2 separate regions of the Pan troglodytes genome follow, and region 1 is linked to region 2. A link is a contact called in public Hi-C data. All regions are on one chromosome and are shown on one strand. Each heading gives the region's core, a stretch centred on a gene start, on an enhancer-like site or on the middle of the called end of the contact. The rest is flanking DNA. Distances are from core to core; before and after follow the strand shown. Region 1 overlaps GPA33 (glycoprotein A33). Region 2 holds the start of POU2F1 (POU class 2 homeobox 1).

What was found. A called contact is a pair of places that touch in the nucleus more often than the background predicts.
Region 1: a Hi-C map of stem cell-derived neural progenitor cells shows a contact between it and region 2, with 7 times the contacts expected there. The contact joins the enhancer-like site here to the promoter of POU2F1 in region 2. A contact is called at or near these places in 3 of 7 Hi-C or Micro-C datasets (induced pluripotent stem cells and stem cell-derived neural progenitor cells), 1 of 1 datasets of contacts at active chromatin or transcription factors (stem cell-derived excitatory neurons) and 1 of 1 other capture datasets (stem cell-derived neural stem cells).

What each region holds. Positions count from the first base shown.
Region 1 is chr1:82,052,100-82,055,692 of NHGRI_mPanTro3-v2.0_pri, reverse strand. All of the region lies in intron 3 of GPA33 (glycoprotein A33), which reads right to left. Among named protein-coding and RNA genes, the nearest start is that of GPA33, 24 kb to the right of the region's middle. Within about 2 kb of position 2,277, at least 7 of the 24 cell types and tissues checked have an H3K27ac peak or open chromatin away from gene starts, as enhancers often do. A contact at or near this core is called in stem cell-derived neural progenitor cells, where this site is marked.
Region 2 is chr1:81,886,474-81,890,053 of NHGRI_mPanTro3-v2.0_pri, reverse strand. It overlaps POU2F1 (POU class 2 homeobox 1), which reads left to right and starts at 1,456. Exons shown (of 16, transcript NM_001279883.2): 1 at 1,456-1,536.

The DNA.
Region 1 (3,593 bases), core at 1,028-3,527, 160 kb before region 2:
CAGACTACATATTGTCTTTGTTGCTGCTACTTTTTCTCTTTAAATAGTATGTTAGAAATGTAAAAACAGTCTGTGGGCTGGATTTGGTCCTAGTTTGCCTACCCCTGAACTAAGTGATCTCTGAAGCCTTCCACTCTTAACTTCTTAGTAATGTTCTTTCTGGGTTCAGCACCATCCTCCTTCTGTGCTTTGCAGATAACGTGCAGTTGCCATAAGCACGGGATGATGGGCGGACCCACAGGCAGCAGTAAAGTTATGTGCAGGGTGAAGGATGAGGACTGAGGGGACTCGAGCAGGCAGAGGGCGCAGAGGTAAGGAGAGGGAAGCCCATAGACTGGAGGTTACCCAGAACGGCAGCCACCCTCATCTCACAACCCCAACCCGATTCCCTGGATTTCTGGGAAGCTTAAGCCTGTGCCTTTCACTCAGCATTGTCAAGATACCATTGTGGAGCTGGGTTCATTCTACAAACCTCACTGGGTGCCTACTGTGTGTCTGACAATGCTGGGCACTTGGAGGACACAGTGAGTGGGTCAAGGAATCTAGTGGGGGCAAAAGACAAGTAGCTGAACAATGACCAGACAGGAGGCAAGGCTGCTGGGGCAGATAAGGCCTAAATACAGCCCGAAACCCAAGATCAGCTGTGACGTGAAGGAAGCATGACAGTAAACAAGGCCAGTGGTGGAGGTGGGAGTGGTGGTCGGAGAAAGAGGTGATGGTACTCCAGGCAGAGTGAACAGCATGTGCAAAGGCTCAGAGGCAAGAAGCAGCATGAAGCATGCTTGAGACTTCAGGTCGTGTCCTTGGAGGTGAGAAGGGGAGGACACAGAGTGGAGAGGGTTGCTCCTGGAATCCCTAGGTGGCAAGCCTGTCTCCTCTGCGTCTTTCTTTTCACATCCCCTTGGATGGCTTGCTTGCCCAATAAACAGTGCTGCCCATTCTATAATCCAGGTGCACAGTCGCTGAGCATCAGGAGTGCATTCTGATCTCGGCCCCACCCGGCAGCTGCTGAGAGAAACCCTTCCACACACACCACTCTCCTCTAGCCCAGCAGCCACAGTATTTCCTCTTGGAAAGAGCCAGGCTATTGTTGGGTGTGCCCAACATCTCCTGCTGCCATAGTGAGGGCTGGCCAGGTGTGGGGCAAGCATGAGGGAAATTAGAGGCCCTCCCTGATTGTCACTTTCCCTTGGATGGTTCCTAAACATAAGAGGTCCAAAGTTCAAGGCCGGGCCTCATCTATCCTGCACCAGACCCTGGGACTGGAGCTGTGTGGGGAGGGGGAGTCTGCGGCCTAAGGACCACTCTTACCAGCAGCCAACAAGCAGGTCCCCGGGGAACAAGAGAAGGTGAACACCACTTCCCAGAGGACCCCTAGGATGGGCTTGCTGAGCCAAGCTTTATCTCTTGAGCTTTTCAGAGGTATAGGAGCATCCCTCTCCACGCATCCAAACCATTCAGCCTTTTCCCAGGAATGCCTTGAATCAGAAGCAAAGGCTTTATTCCACAATTGGAGAGCGGGCAAAACACCAATCCCATCTGAGGAGTCCCAGGTGTCCCCAAAGTCACACCAAGTGTGCATGACTGACAGTAGAGCCTTTCTACAACCAGGGTTCTTTGGGATAAAAGACAAAAAGGGAAGAAAAGTAACTGAGGCCTACTGGCATCTACAGAGCACTCAAAGGCATCTGAATGCATCCAAAAACTGTTACAGCTTTGCTGAAACCACCATTTTCTAAGGGAAAACTGCTGAAAGCAAATCCTTAATTCTCTCCAGAGGCAGAGGTACAGACAATGGCAAAGAAGTGACCAGCCACTCCCAAAAAGATCAGCCTTAGGGCGGAATGTGTCAGTTCCCAGCCCCTAAACCCTCTGGCCTCACCCAGGAACCCCTGCTCTCACCCTGTCCAGATCCCTCACTAAGGTCTCTCTCCTCAGCCTTCCACCGTCAAAAACAGGTAGGACCTCCGATCAAACAGATCTTTAACAGATCAAATCGTCCTTCCACACATGTGGGGCCCGTGAGACCTCCGGGGGACTCGGTATATTATCAGTCTTACCTCCCCAGCAGAATGCAGATGTTACCTGAATATTCACTGGAGGAGCAGTGATAGGGAGGGAGGGGAAACGGAACCAGTCGGGTGCCAAGGCCTCTCCGAAGCCTGCGACTCCCGCTACAGACGTCAGGGGGCGCCAGAGGCCGGAGCACCGGGTCCCCGGTCCCGGAGCCCCAGTTTTCCCAGCCGAGACCGAGACTGAGACCACGCGTGCTGCCCCGAGGCGCGGGCTGAGAGGCCGCCGGGCTGGGAGCTTCATGCTCGCCTCGGTTTACTGAGGTCATCCAGCCCCAGTGGGCTGGCTGCCTTAAAATAGCCTAGCTGCAAAGCCATTAGGAAAGAAAACGTGTGTGTGAATGTTTATATATGTTTTTATTTGTTTATATATGTTTATATGTATATAATTTAAACTTGTTTCTTCGAGTGCATTAAAAAATGGGCTCTTTCTTTTCTCTGTGTTTTTTGTTTGTTTGCTTGCTTGCTCGCTTGCTCGCTTGTTTGTTTTGAGGCCGGTCTCTGTCACCCAGGTGGGAGAGCAGCGGCTCGATCACGGCTCATTGCAGCCTCGACCTCCCCAACTCAAGAGATCCTCCACCTCAATTTTTTTATTTTTTTTTTGTAGAGAGGAGGTCTGGCTATGTTGCTCAGGCTGGTCTCCGCCTCGGCCTCCTAAAGTGCTGGGATTACAGGCGTGAGCTACCGCACCCGACCCTTCTTCTTTTTTAAAAAAGTAAAACATTGGTTTCACCGAGTTCCATAATCTCAGATTAAATTTGTATCCTTCTGGCTGGCCCTGATTGGGAGGGAGAGGGATCAGCATTTATATAATGCTTATGTGGAGGATTTCGGGGGACTGTGCATTAATACTTCCATTGCCCAAAGGAAATGAGACCTATTTAAGGGACCCCTAACATACATATGTACGTGTGTGTATGGGATGTCTATTGTAGTATTGTTCATACAAAAAAATGTTAACAGCCTGAATATTCATCAGTATGGAACACTTGAATAAATCATGGTACCTCCGTGTGATGGAATGTATGCTGTTAATCGGTAGATCTGCATGTGCCGATCTGGAGAAATGTGCATGAAACAAGGTTAGAAAGAAAAAACGCAGAGTGATCTTTATAACATGATTCCATTTTTTTAAAGGAAAGAAAGGAAAAGAGAAAAGTATGCAAGAGTGTGTGTGTGTTGAAAGGACATGAGGAAAATATGGAATACCTACCTGTGTTGCCATTGGCTACCTCTCTAGGGGGTAGGGCGGAAGGAGACCTTAGTTATTCTTTATACAATGCTAGTTTGCATAGTTGTATAGTTGGACTCACTATAATGCTTTCAAAACGTCAGGCAACCACCTTATGCAATAAAAATATCTTAATTATTAATTAAATTAAATTTTAAAATAAATTTAATTTAAATTAAACATATTAATTAAAAATAAAATGCAATCAAATATGTAAAAGGAAGAAGGAAAAAAGATCTTTGTTTTGGTTTAAAGCATTGCTACCTCCCAGCAGTGGTGCCATTTCTTAT
Region 2 (3,580 bases), core at 207-2,706:
AGCTTTAACTGTACTTGCACAGTTAAAGGAGTCCAACGAGCATGCTAGGACTGATGATTAAAACTTTACCCATTAAAATAATTGCACTCACTTGGAAATCAGTTTTGTTTTTAATTGTAGAACCAGCAGTTCTACCCAATTTAAACTTCAGTCATATCTCTCAAGACAGATTAACTAGAGCTGATTTTTTTTAAACTTTGCTTACCATGAAATACACCTTTCTATTCTTAAAAAACAAACAAACAAAAATAGGGCTTTAAAAATTCGTAAAATTAGACCTGGGACTTTGTCCAGGGAATTTCGCCATTTAAGATAAAGAAAACTCAGCAACATTATGTCTAGTTACCAAGAAAGATATGTGCAACGCGAAACCTTTCCCCAATACCATATTTACTCCGAGAAACACAGCAAAATAAAATTCACGATGAAGTTACGATTTCGACATTTTTATTAGTCATCAGCTTACTGCTAGGTTTTAAAAGGTGTTCCAAGGCGGGAAGAAGGCGCGGGGGGAAGCCTCAGAATACGGGGTCTGTTTCGATTGGGGGGAGCGGCGTTAGAGGGGCGTGAAGGCAGAAAGGAAGGGTAGGGCGGAAATTAGCGACTTAATAAGACGCCTAGCTCCCGAGGAAGCCAGCCTGGCGTTAGAAGCAGGTAGAGCAGAAGAGATGTAGGGCTAATTAAAACAATCACACGACACTCCCCCTCGCGTTTGCCGGGGCCGGGTTCTCCTGCACTGGCAGAGCCGGGGGCGGGGATTAGCTCGGATTCAAATTTAAAGCGGGAGGCCCGCGTGTGGCTCAGCAGGTGCTTCATGCCCGGCTCCCGCGGCGGTCGTTTCCGCCCCTACCTGCCCAGAGGGCCGGAAATTACCTAGCGAGGAGCGGCTTATCCATTGTTGCCAATGTTTCAACTGCGCGGAAAGCCTGAAGAAAGATGCGGAGCACAGGGCACGCGCCCCCACATTTCTGGCCGCTGCGCTCCTTGCCGTGCTTTTACAATGCCACAGGCCACTGGGGGAGACCGGAGCGAAGCCAGGAGGGAAGCAAGGCGGGAGGAAAAGGGAGAAGTGTAAGAAGACACAGGCGCCCAGGACACTATATAATCTGGTTCTGAGCTAGAGGGAGCGCATGCGCCGGCGACACTTCTGGCGGCAGGAGAAAGGCGCGCATGCGCAGAGCCGAGACGAAAAATGAAGCCACAGGGTGCCTGGCTGATTGAGGGCGCTGCTTTAGCTACCGAAGGGCCACAGCGCCCCGAAGGCGCGTGCGCAGAGCGCGGGAAGTGGGTGGAGCTCTTCTGAGGGGGCCGGGGCGAACAGAGCCGGCCTCGCGCGCCCCCTGGCGCGCGCCCGGGGAGAGGAAGGAGCGGGAGGGGGCGGAGAGGAGGGAGGAGACAAGCAGGGCGGGAGGGGGGAGGGGAGCCAGAGCGAGGGAGGGTTTATCGACCGGGCGATTTTGGTTAAAATATTCAAAATGGCGGACGGAGGAGCAGCGAGTCAAGATGAGAGTTCAGCCGCGGCGGCAGCAGCAGCAGGTAATCATTACAGCATTTTACATATTCATATTCATACTCAACCCCGGCTCCCGCTGCCCCCCCCGCGACTTAGCATAATTTATTAGTACTCAGGATTATTATAATTAACGGCGGGGAGATGGGGGGCCGGGGAGCATTGAGCCCCCGCCGGGCGCCGAGCGGAGGGGGAAAGAGGCTCGGAGCGGCCAGGCGGAGGGGGAAGACAAGGGGCAAAGGGGGCTGCGATCCACTGCCCTCCTCCTGCCCCCGGCCCACCCCGCCGCCGCTCGCCGCCCGACCGTCGGCACCGGCCCTCCTCCTCTGCCGGCCGCCGCTGCCGCCTCCTCGCCGCCGTGCCCGAACCCGAGCGGGTCCGCGGCGGGGCGGCGGGGCCGGGGCAGAGGGAGAGGACAATAAAGACATTTTACATATTCATAGCTGCTGGGCCGGCGGGGCGCAATAGGGCGCGGGCGGGCGGCCGGGGCCGGGCGGGCGCGGGGTGGGGGGCGTGAAGGGGGATGGAGGCGGCGGCGAGCACAATGCCGGGGAGGCGGCGGGGCCGGAGCGGACCCCGGAGGCCGGACACCCGCACGCGTCTTCCCCCGGGAGCGGGCCCGGGCGGGGGGGCGCTGCCCGCCTTGGGGGGCGGCCCTCAGGGCAACCGGGGGTGCGCGCGGGGGGAGCTCCCTGCCCGCGCCCCGCGCGGGGCTGAGCCCGGGGGTCACGGCCCCAGGCACCTCGGCCGCGCCCCACTGGTCCCCAATGTGGTGGCCTGACCCAAGCCAGGCCTGCTCTCTAGGTGGGTAGGGGTGAGCGGTCGTGGGAGCTGCGAGGTGGCCTGGGGCGGCGGGGGTGGGGAACCCGCGCAGGGGTCTGCGTGCCCCCCCTGGGGGGTGGACTGGATTGGAAGGAGTCCTTGGGGCAAGTTCCTTCCGAGGGGATGTCCTCTGGGGCGGCCCGCGCGCCCCAGGCCTGCGGTCGGTAGCCCCTTTGCGTTGTCGGCCGGGGCTTCGCGGGCGAGTTGGGCTGGAGGTGCCTGGCGTGGTCTGACCTCCGTCTCCCTTTGCCCCTCCCCGCTGCCCCCCCTCAGTTCCCCCCACCCCCTGCGCCTGACCGGGACGCACGGAGCGGGTGGCCCTCCGGGGCCTCTCGCTCCGAGGCCCCAGAAGCGCCCAGAGGCCTCCCGAGAACTTGGATGTAAAGGGCTGCCCTCCTGCCCCAGAATGGGCTGGCCTGACAAGTTGATCGTATTCTCGATTTCCTCTCTCCTGTTGGGAGTCGGTGGGGAGGGACGGGGATCCCCCTCCCTTCTTCTGTGGCGGTGTTTTCTCGCTGTGTGCTGGGTCGTCTTTACTCTCTGCTTAGCTGAACCTCTTCTCATTTGAATAATGTCTAATTCGGGGAGGTTTATATTATTGAAATGGCCGCCTGGCTTTCCCCGCCTCTCATGTTTAGTAATTCAGACCTTTAATAACAGCCACTCACAGCCCAACGCCGTGTTTATATTTTACATTCGCCCCATGTGCTTTTGTGGTTCGATATGATTCTTTTTTTTTTCCTTGGCAATCCGCAGGGCTCTGAGATCAAACCCAGGCCGTGCTGGGAAGAGAGGGGGGAAGCTAGGCCTTGGCTTCTCTAGCAGTTGCCTAGGCCTCATGTTCTCTGCTGCTTGATTTATTTACTAATAACCAAAATGACTACCTCCACCAACTTCCACACACTTTCCCCTCCTCTGCGGGCAAAACAAACTCTCTTGGGGCTTTACTAGCATTAAAACAGGTCCTAGCTAAGTATCAACTCTGTGATGGTTTGTTTTCTCTTAAAAAGACTTTCTTATACTTTGCAGTAGTATTGGGCCTAGGGGGAAAAAATCTGTCCTGTATTTCATTTTCAGAGCCTATGAAATCTATTTTGGTTTAATCCAAATCACTTTGTTTTGGGGTTGGGTACCCCGGTTGCTCCCCACCCCCATGTTAAATACTTTAAGGCTTTGTAAAGGTCTGTAGTATTTGTAAAACTGACACTTTTTTTTTTCCTCTAGGAGTTGTGGAGTAGCTAAATATTA